Regions from separate parts of the Urocitellus parryii genome. Here region 1 is linked to region 2. The links are chromatin contacts, called in public Hi-C maps. All regions are on one chromosome and are shown on one strand. Each heading gives the region's core, a stretch centred on a gene start, on an enhancer-like site or on the middle of the called end of the contact. The rest is flanking DNA. Distances are from core to core; before and after follow the strand shown.

Region 1 (4,459 bases), core at 972-3,471, 580 kb after region 2:
TTTGTTTTTTACTAAATAGCTTATATAGCCTTAGAGAAGGTCACAGAAATCTGTAGTACAGTGGTAGCAAAATGAAATGAACAGTTTCAATCTAAGAGAAAATGTCATGATTCTATAAATACTTTTCCTACTTACTTTGCCATTGTTAATCATTCTGAATGCTAAAAACATAATTAAAGAGAAAAACAAGGTTATACAGAATACAAAGCATAGAGGCTAAACCATGCAGTTCTAAAATAGAGAAGGGAAAACTTTACTAGTCAAATAAATTACTGTCAAGAAAAAAAATCAAAGTAGCAATAAAAGCAAGCATGCTAAAGAAATCTTAGATAACTTCTGCCTGGCGTCTCCAGCCCCCTTAGGTCTTAAATAAGATATGCTCAAAAGAAAAAGTAAAGTCTCAGAATTTTAATGGGAAGAGATAGGGCAGAGTCAAACTACTCTGAGAGGCAAATGCACTATGGCCTGAGGTTCCTAACTAACCTCATTTCTGAGCCCAGGGTGCAGAACTAAAGATACTTCTACCAACCTTCCAAATCTGGCTAAAATGGGAGTCCTTGGCTGCTACAATAAGCCTCTGGCCACTTATTAGGGGTCAGCAAGGGTAACAAATAAGTTACTCTATGTTCCTCTAAATACAAGGGGACAAAGTATTTGGAGGGTATCTTACTTTGCAGCCATACTGAAGAGCCAGCTTGTTGAGGTTGTCCTCCTGGGCCAGCTCCCGTTGGAGCAGCACCACGTCACCTGCTCCAGGCTTGTGAGGGTGGTGAACACTGTTCTTCTGGCGTTCCTTGCCCCGTGGCCGTAGAACAACATGTTGAGACTCTTCCTCAGAGGAGTCCCCAGAATCCCCACTGCCATTCTTGAACACATAAATGTGGCTGCTTGGAGTTGTACACACAACAGCTGGGCCTTGTAAGGTCTTGGTTAACATTCCCTTTTGCCTCATCTTAACTGAAAACCAAATCCCAGGGTTAATCCCAAATAAGGTATATTCATTCTTCCTTGGTTTCATTAAAGAGAAGTGTCTCATAGCAATGATCCCTTTCCCTGATTATTGCAAATACTGAACAAATACCATCAGTCCAAAACAAGAATGTCCTTATGCTGGCTGAGATGGAAGGACACGGGCAGAATAAAAACATTTTTTCCCCTAATTTCATACTTTTCGTGCAGAAAACAAGAGATTCCCCACACTTCTGCCTTATTCCTTACTGATAACTATATCCTCCCTCGCCCCCCAAAAATCCCACATCTATACACAACATCAATTTTTGGTCTCACAGTGGTAAAGTGATTGGGATCCTTGCAATGACAGGTAAGATTGTTCTGTTTCCTTGTACTAAGAATCTTAAATTCGGAACCTTGGTACAAAGAATTTTTACTCAATACTTTACACATTCCAAGGCATCTTTACTATAATCAATACAACTAAAGTGCTCTTAATTTGATATTTGGTTAACTTATCTCGTATGTGACTAAGTTACGGGAAAAGCCTGTCAAACTGACAGATTCCTCCCATTTCCACAGGTCACTTTGTATTCATTACCTCCCCTGGTATGCTTGTATTTCCACCTTGAGCCAAGTACCAAAGCCATAATACCCCCTTTTCCTTCTTTCAAATCGTTCTAATGAAATTCCAGAAATTACAAATCAAACTCGGAGAATGACGGTCTGCACAGAGGCTGGCATGAAGCCCTAAGAAGTCATACGGATGTGGCCCATTCACGGACTGCCTGGGGCCCAGCGTTACCCCCACCGGGTCAAGGCCCTCCGGTAGGCACCGCCCCAACTCCTTGATGCCACGGCCATGGGAGTTGAAGGGAGGCTGCTAGAGGTCCGGGCCTTCTCGTCCAAGCACAGGAGCTACAAGAGGGCTCCCACGGCTCTCAGAGCCCAGTTTCCCTTATAGCCCCTTCTGAGAAAGGAGGGGACCAAAACAAAACACCAGCCACACAAAAAAAGGGAGTGCCCTGACCCTGGCTTATAAGGGCAGGACCCCAACATTCTACAAAAGCACAACCTGCAACCTCTGACCTCTCACTCCCGCAATCTGGGACCAGCTCTCTACAGTCACCGCCCCTCCACCTGCCGGAGCTTCCCCCCAGGAAGCCATGGAGTGGCTGCCCGCGCCGGAGCCGACAAGTTAGGCCAGACCACCGCGCCGCTACAAGCTCCCGAGGACTGCATTCAAGACCGCGGCCCCCTCCTCCAGGAACCCGTACCTCGGCTCCCAACCCCGCCGCGACCCTCCGCGGCCGCCGCGCCCGTCGATTGGCTGCTAGAATTGAGTCTTCCGGGGGCGGGGCCGGAGGAAGAACCAATGAAACCAGTGGTGGGCGGGCACTGGCAGGAGCCCAGCGGAGTAGAGAAGTCCTCAGGAGACCTGGTCTGGGGGCGGGCTTAGGGGCGGGTCCCTGGGCCGGGGGCGGGACTCCAGCTTCAGTCCCCCCCGCCCGCCCGACTCAGTTGCGCCCAAAGATTGTAAAACACTTTTAATTCTTCCTTCGCAATGGTGACAGCCCTCTGCTGAGCCTCAGCTATCTCACTGGTAGGAAGGGGCTTTGACCCGCCTGCGTGGATATCACCTCTGGAGACCTCTCGAGGAAAAGACACGGGCAAGGGGTCTTTCTTCCGCTGCCTTATCTGCAATCTTGAGCTTTTAATGCCGGGGCAAAGGAGGGTTTTGCCCCGCCTCGTTCCTGAGAATAAAAAAGAAAAGTCCATGAGTGTGAAACATTGATTGTAACAACACAGACCAAAATAATCATCATCGTCACCATTATTATCAGGTGTTCCTGGTGGAGGACTTAAGCTTAAAAGTGATGAAAAAACTCTCACATGCTAAGCCCCAAATGTTGGAAACGTCTACTCAAAAAAGGAAACCAAAATAAAAAGCGAAAACAGGGAGAAATACATGCAACAAACATGACCAAAGACTAGAAAAATGAAAAGGAATTTGAAGGGCTCTTTCTGGTTTTAGGTTAAAAAAAAAAAAGTGGGGATTCATTGTGACTCTTGTCCAAATCGTATTGAGAAGGGGCTTTCTTTGCAGTGGGCTTGTTTCTAGCACACTAAGAATGGGGGAAATTCTTAACCTTCCCTGTTTTCCAGGAGCACAGGTCTTCTTCCAGACAATGAGATGGGAAAGAGAATGTTGAATGGGATTTCTGAAGAAAAAAAAAAAAAAAAAAAAAACTCTTGAAATGGGGACATCTGGAAAAGTTCTTTAAAATGTGTGTTCCTTTTTAACCTTCCCTTTTGTCCAGAATGAAGATATGATGGCTAGGCCACCTGCAGCCCTAATGGAATATGAGATTATACTGAAGATGGAATCCATGTGCTAAGGGTAGCAGAGCAAGAATATGGAAGGTGTGTAAGAGATAAATGCTTTCCATGTTTAAACTATTGTTAAGGGCTTTGTTAGCAGCTGCTGAAAAATTCCTAAGTTACATACTTTGGCACAGAGATTAAGTAAGTTACTCACCCAAGGTGCCATAACTAATGGAGTACAAGAGACAGGATACAAGCCCAGACACCAGTGACCCTTTTCCTCATGGACTTATAAAATTATCTGAGAAGGGCTCCTTTCGTTTTGCCTACTGCCCCAGCCCAATGCAAGAACCCTACTAACTTGGTCAACATGTTACTCAGAAACACTCTCATTTTCTCCCCAGGCCATTGACTGGGCTGACTTGAGACATAGTTCCTCAGGTCTGGATGAAGTATGCAAGCCAAATGACTTGTCCACTGAAGTGTGTTGGGGTCTCATTCACAAGGATAGCCCCACTACTGTGACCTAAGAAAGTTGGGACTAAACCTCCACAAGCAGATGTCTCTACTCAGATCCTCCCAAACACTTACCAAACTATCTGCTGTGATCTAGGGAAGGATTTGTCAGGTGAGTTATCCCATTTATCTGCAGCCTTATTTATGGAAGACTCAATTATTCCCAGGACCCAACTGTGGGGAGGTACCAGAAAACAGAAGCCTATTGAATAGGCAAGCTGTCAAAGGCAGAAGTTAGCTAGGGTCATGGCCCTCCAGACCCACAGGAGAGTCCACATTGGAAACCCAGAGCCCTACCCCACATCCTGTGCTCCCTTGGGGGAATCTTCCTGGACTATTCAAGGTTGACTTCCCCAACGGGTCCTGCTCAGAGTCTGAGGCTGTTCTCTCTTCTCCACGTGGGTAGGGAGCTCAGTTTCCTTTATTGGTTTCCCAAGTCACACCCACCATCCCATCCCTTAGTGTCTGCAGTACGACACATACAGGTCTTATAGATGCATTTTAACACCTCTACTTGTTCTTCTGAATAAAACCTCAGCCCCAAATATCCCCCTCACCCTTTTCTTTCCATTCTCTGTGTAGACAGCAGAGTGTGCCCTGCTCTGGGGTACTCTATGATTAATAGATGAGTAGTTTTTAGATTGTGCCCAACCCGGAATTACTCCAT
Region 2 (4,516 bases), core at 85-2,584:
TTACCTGAAAGATAAAAAATTCTACCACTGGCACAATGGGATCTCTGAAATGAGGTCTCCAGATAAACAAAGACTCACTTTCTGCCCCATTTGTGGTCAGAAACTCAAGCCTGTCACAAGAAGAGCCCTGGAGCCTTTTCAAGAGACCTTCTTTGGACAACTTGCTAACCAACTCACCTTTCCACACCCTCTGTAAAATGCACTGACCTGCCAGGTGGAGCCCGGTGACCAGTGGGTGACTGTCCAGGTCTTGTCCCCATCCTGACCAAGGACCCTTGTGTTTGCTATATGCTCCTATTGACACTTATATTGGTTCTTTTCATTCATTACTTAAATAACTGTCATGAAAGGTAATGAAATGCAAATATGCAAAAAATAGCTGTGGTTTCTATGGCAATTAAATTGAGAGCTTTCTTAAGGGCACATTGTTGAAGACAAAAAGAAAAAAAAAAGCAAAACCTGCTGTCACGTTAGGTGTGTGTTGGTCTATTGTAAAAGTTTTGGGAGACGTGAGATGTTTAGAAAGTCATTCAATCAGAACACTTCAAGATCTCTTTAAGTTTTACTCCAACGGAATGAAACTGATGATGTTAAGTGTTATGTCCCACGAGGGTAGGTAGTATAAGAAGGGAAGGAAAACAGACTCCAGTATTGAAAGAAAGAAGTCTTACTTGTACATCAAAATATTGGCAAATGGAGATATATTTATGTTGTAAGTTAAAAAAGAGTATAATGCACACATGCCTGTGTAAATAAATATATACAATATTCCCCCTCCCCATATATATATTCTTCCTTTCTTTCCTTCCTGTGTTGGGAATGGAACCCAGGACCTTGCCCAAGCTAGGCAAGAGTTTTACTACTGAGCCACATTCCCATCTTCAAAATTGAAAAAATAAAAATTTAAAAAAACCTCCTGATCTTCAGAGCCTCGGATGAAAAGTCTTCTATAAATAACGAATTTCACAAATGCTCAGTCTGCCTCGGTGGCGTCTTGTTTTTCATCCATGAGTGCCAGGACTTTGGGATTCCGTAAATACCCGTGAGGGGCAGCAGTAAGGAGACCTCTTCCGCGTCCCTTCTCCGACCCTGCTCTGCCAGTGAGCCACCGCCAGCTGTAATCCGACGGCAGCAAAAAATGACCAGGGTCCTGGGCTGGGCAGTCTCTTGGCGCTACGGTCAGCCCAGCAGGCGGCGCTGTCCGGCCGCAGTGGCCGCGCCTGTCCTCGCTCTGATTGGCTAGGGCCGTGGCCCGCGCCCACGGCTACCCTCCGGGTCCGCCAAGTGCAGCGGTTCGCCAGCTCCCGCCCCAGTCTGCGGGCCTCCGAAGCGGCGGCTGGGCCGGAGCGGCGCGGCGGAGGGGACAAGATCAGGGCAGGACGGAATTGGATAGCCGGGAGAGCCCCGCACACCCAGCAAGATGCTGTCCTGGCGGCTGCAGACGGGGTCCGAGAAGGCTGAGCTGCAGGAGCTCAACGCCCGGCTCTACGAATACGTCTGTCGAGTGCGGGAGTTGGAGCGCGAAAACCTGCTCCTGGAGGAGGAACTGCGCCACCGGCGCGGACAGGAGGACCTGTGGGCCGAGGGGCAGGCCCGCTTCGCCGAGGAGGCGCGCAGCTTGCGGCAGCAGTTGGACGAGCTCAGCTGGGCCACGGCACTGGCAGAGGGTGAGCGCGACGCTCTGCGTCGCGAGTTGCGGGAGCTGCAGCTGTTGGCCACCGAAGCGAACGCCGCCCGCGGCCGCCTGGACGCCGAGCTGGGCGCTCAGCAGCGCGAGCTGCAGGAGGCGCTTGGCGCGCGAGCCGCCCTCGAAGCTCTGTTGGGCCGACTTCAGGCTGAGCGCCGCGGCCTCGACGCGGCCCACGAGCGCGACGTGCGGGAGCTTCGCTCTCGCGCTTCCAGCCTGACCATGCACTACCGAGCCCGCGCTGCCGGCCCCGCCGCGCCCCCGCCGCGTCTGCGGGAGGTGCACGACAGCTACGCGCTGCTGGTGGCAGAGTCGTGGCGGGAGACAGTGCAGCTGTACGAGGACGAGGTGCGCGAGCTGGAAGAAGCGCTGCAGCGCGGCCAAGAGAGCCGGCGCGAAGCCGAAAAGGAGGCGCAACTCTGCGCCAAGGAAGCAGAGGCGCTGAAGCACGAGGCGCTCGAGCTAGAGCAATTGCGCGCGCGGCTGGAGGATGAGCTGCTACGGATGCGCGAGGAGTACGGGCTGCAAGTGGAGGAGCGTCAGGTCCGTGCCCGGAATGCCCCCCTCTTCCTGTGGCCCCAGCTGGTCACCAAGCTTACGGTGTGGGTGGGAAAGCGGGGTTCCAGGAACCACAGCCAGTTCACTCAGGGTCGGAGCGCGGCATCAAGAGAGGATAGGGCCGGCTCAAAGGGTACCCAACACTTTGCGGCAGGAGCCTTCAGGGTCCAGCAGCTTGCCAGCCTTGGAAGAAGAGTGTGGTCCATTGGTCTTTCAACTCTTCAGTGGTCTAGCTTTGGGTAACAGGTCCCATGGCTAGCTCAGTCCCCATCATCTTGTTAGATTGGCAACCTAACAAGGATTGTTGTTGTTTTGTTTTTTGAGGTAGTGGGGATTGAACTGAAGGTCTGGCACATGGTAGTCAAGCGCTCTACCTCTGAGCTACAACCCCAGCCCTATTTTTTAATTTCGAGTCAGGGTCTTGCTAAATTCCTCGGGACTGACCATGAACTTGCAATCTTGCCTCAGCCTCCCAAGTAGTAGGGAATCACAGGCATTCACCATGGGGCACAACTTTAAATTTTGACATGACTAGGCACATCCCAACAAACGACCTTCTTGGCTTTAGGTTTTCCCAGTCGCCTGTGCTCTGTATACCTAGTAAACTTAGACCCAAAAGTCAACCAAGAAATTTCTCTTGATTTCCAGAATTGACAGCACATTCCTACTTGGATATGTCAGTGTGTTGGGAAGTTTCAAGGCAATAGCAAGTCCTTACGTGGAGGCCTCCCAATCTTAAGTTGGTTTCCAAAACGGTTTTTATTTTGTCAGAATGATTTCTCAGATAGTTGTGGCTGCCTTATTTGTTCTTGAGAGGAGCAGCAACTATTTTGCAGGAAAGGTCCAGAGTCATTTTGCTCACAGTATGAGCTGATGTCAGATCTCTGGGTAGTATAAAAGTTGTGGGAAAGCAGGTCCCTGTGGTGGATGTTATTACAAGTGCAGACTTCTATAAACAGTTACTATTTCAGAGAAGCAACGCCCTCACCCTCTGAACCCAGCAGGGTCATCTGTGGTTGATTTATTGTCTGTACACCCAGTCCAGTCTTAGTGTTTGGCTCTGGCCCTACCTAGCCTCAGCCAGGGTTAGAAATGTACTTAAATCTGTAGTTCTAAGGACAATAGTTTGAAATAACGTCAGCACAATTTCAGAAAGATTTTAAGGGAACAGTTTGCAGCTCTGAGCTAACAATTTATGATATGGTGATTTTGTGCTTTTTTTAAAAAAAATTAGAAGTAAAGGGCACTTGTGGGTATTGATATGGAATGACTGGGGTGATGTGGCAGGTATCTACAGAGAGTCACCAAATATCTTATTATCTTTGGTTCCCTGTACTGTGCTAGAGTTTCAGTATCCAAAGAGCTAAAGACTAGATGGGCAGTCATAAAAAGTAATATGGGACTAAATTGTAGGAAATTTTGTCTTTTGGGTTGTGGGCTTTGTTTGTCTTCATTTTATAAATCAATTTTGGCTCGTTTCAGACCTTTAAGCTCTGGTTTCAGTGTTCTTTTTAGCAACAGAACCCTTCACCTCTAATGAAATCTTCAGAGGAACATCAGATCTCAGGTGAAAACAGAGTTCACCTGGCTGGAAGAGAGATGGGGACTTGGAAGTGTAGTTAGAATCACTGTCCATTTCTTTCTCCATACAAGGACTCTGACCACCTAGGGAAGTGCTTCCCTGAGGTCACACCTGACTCAGAATAGGACCCCGTCCTTAACTCTCTATCCAGTGATATCTCTGTCTTGTTGGAATTTGCTTCTTTCCCCTAAAAGTAACAAGGAAAGAACATTTTGATAAGGACCTGGTTTCTTGGTGTTTTTTTTTTTTTAGTCCCAGTTTATGGAATGTTACTAGTTATTACTTTATCCTTATCCTGAATCTTTCCCCAGTCAGCAACGATATTTCAAGTTGTACTCCAAAAGATTAAACACCATAAAAATGCTCAGAATTATGTCAAAGGTATTTATGATTTAATCCCAAGCCTCTACTTTATTCAGATTCCATACAAGCTCAGTCTGTGGAGGCTAAAAGCTGCTTTAACTGATTTCCTGTTCACAGTGTTTTATTACTAACAGTTAACTTCTATCAAAGTGCTTCCTGTAGCACAGGTATCAAACACTTTATGCATATTCACTCTTGATCTTTACTCCAAATCCTAGCCCTATTTCATAGATGATGAAATGGGCATATAGATCACCTAGTCTGTAAGTGGCTAAAACAGGGTACTCCTCGGTTTGATGCCTGAACAACCAATCACTGGGTCACAT

The links. Hi-C and Micro-C count contacts between places; a contact is called where the count stands out from the background.
Region 1: a contact with region 2 is called in a Hi-C map of muscle, with 7 times the contacts expected there. The contact joins the promoter of Lysmd4 here to the promoter of Synm in region 2. A contact is called at or near these places in 2 of 2 Hi-C or Micro-C datasets (liver and muscle).

The regions. Positions count from the first base shown.
Region 1 is chr6:146,157,745-146,162,203 of mUroPar1.hap1, forward strand. Lysmd4 (LysM domain containing 4) reads right to left here and starts at 2,222. Exons shown (of 2, transcript XM_026394721.2): 1 at 671-2,222. The coding sequence starts at 1,036.
Region 2 is chr6:145,582,913-145,587,428 of mUroPar1.hap1, forward strand. Synm (synemin) reads left to right here and starts at 1,335. Exons shown (of 5, transcript XM_026394725.2): 1 at 1,335-2,230. The coding sequence starts at 1,421.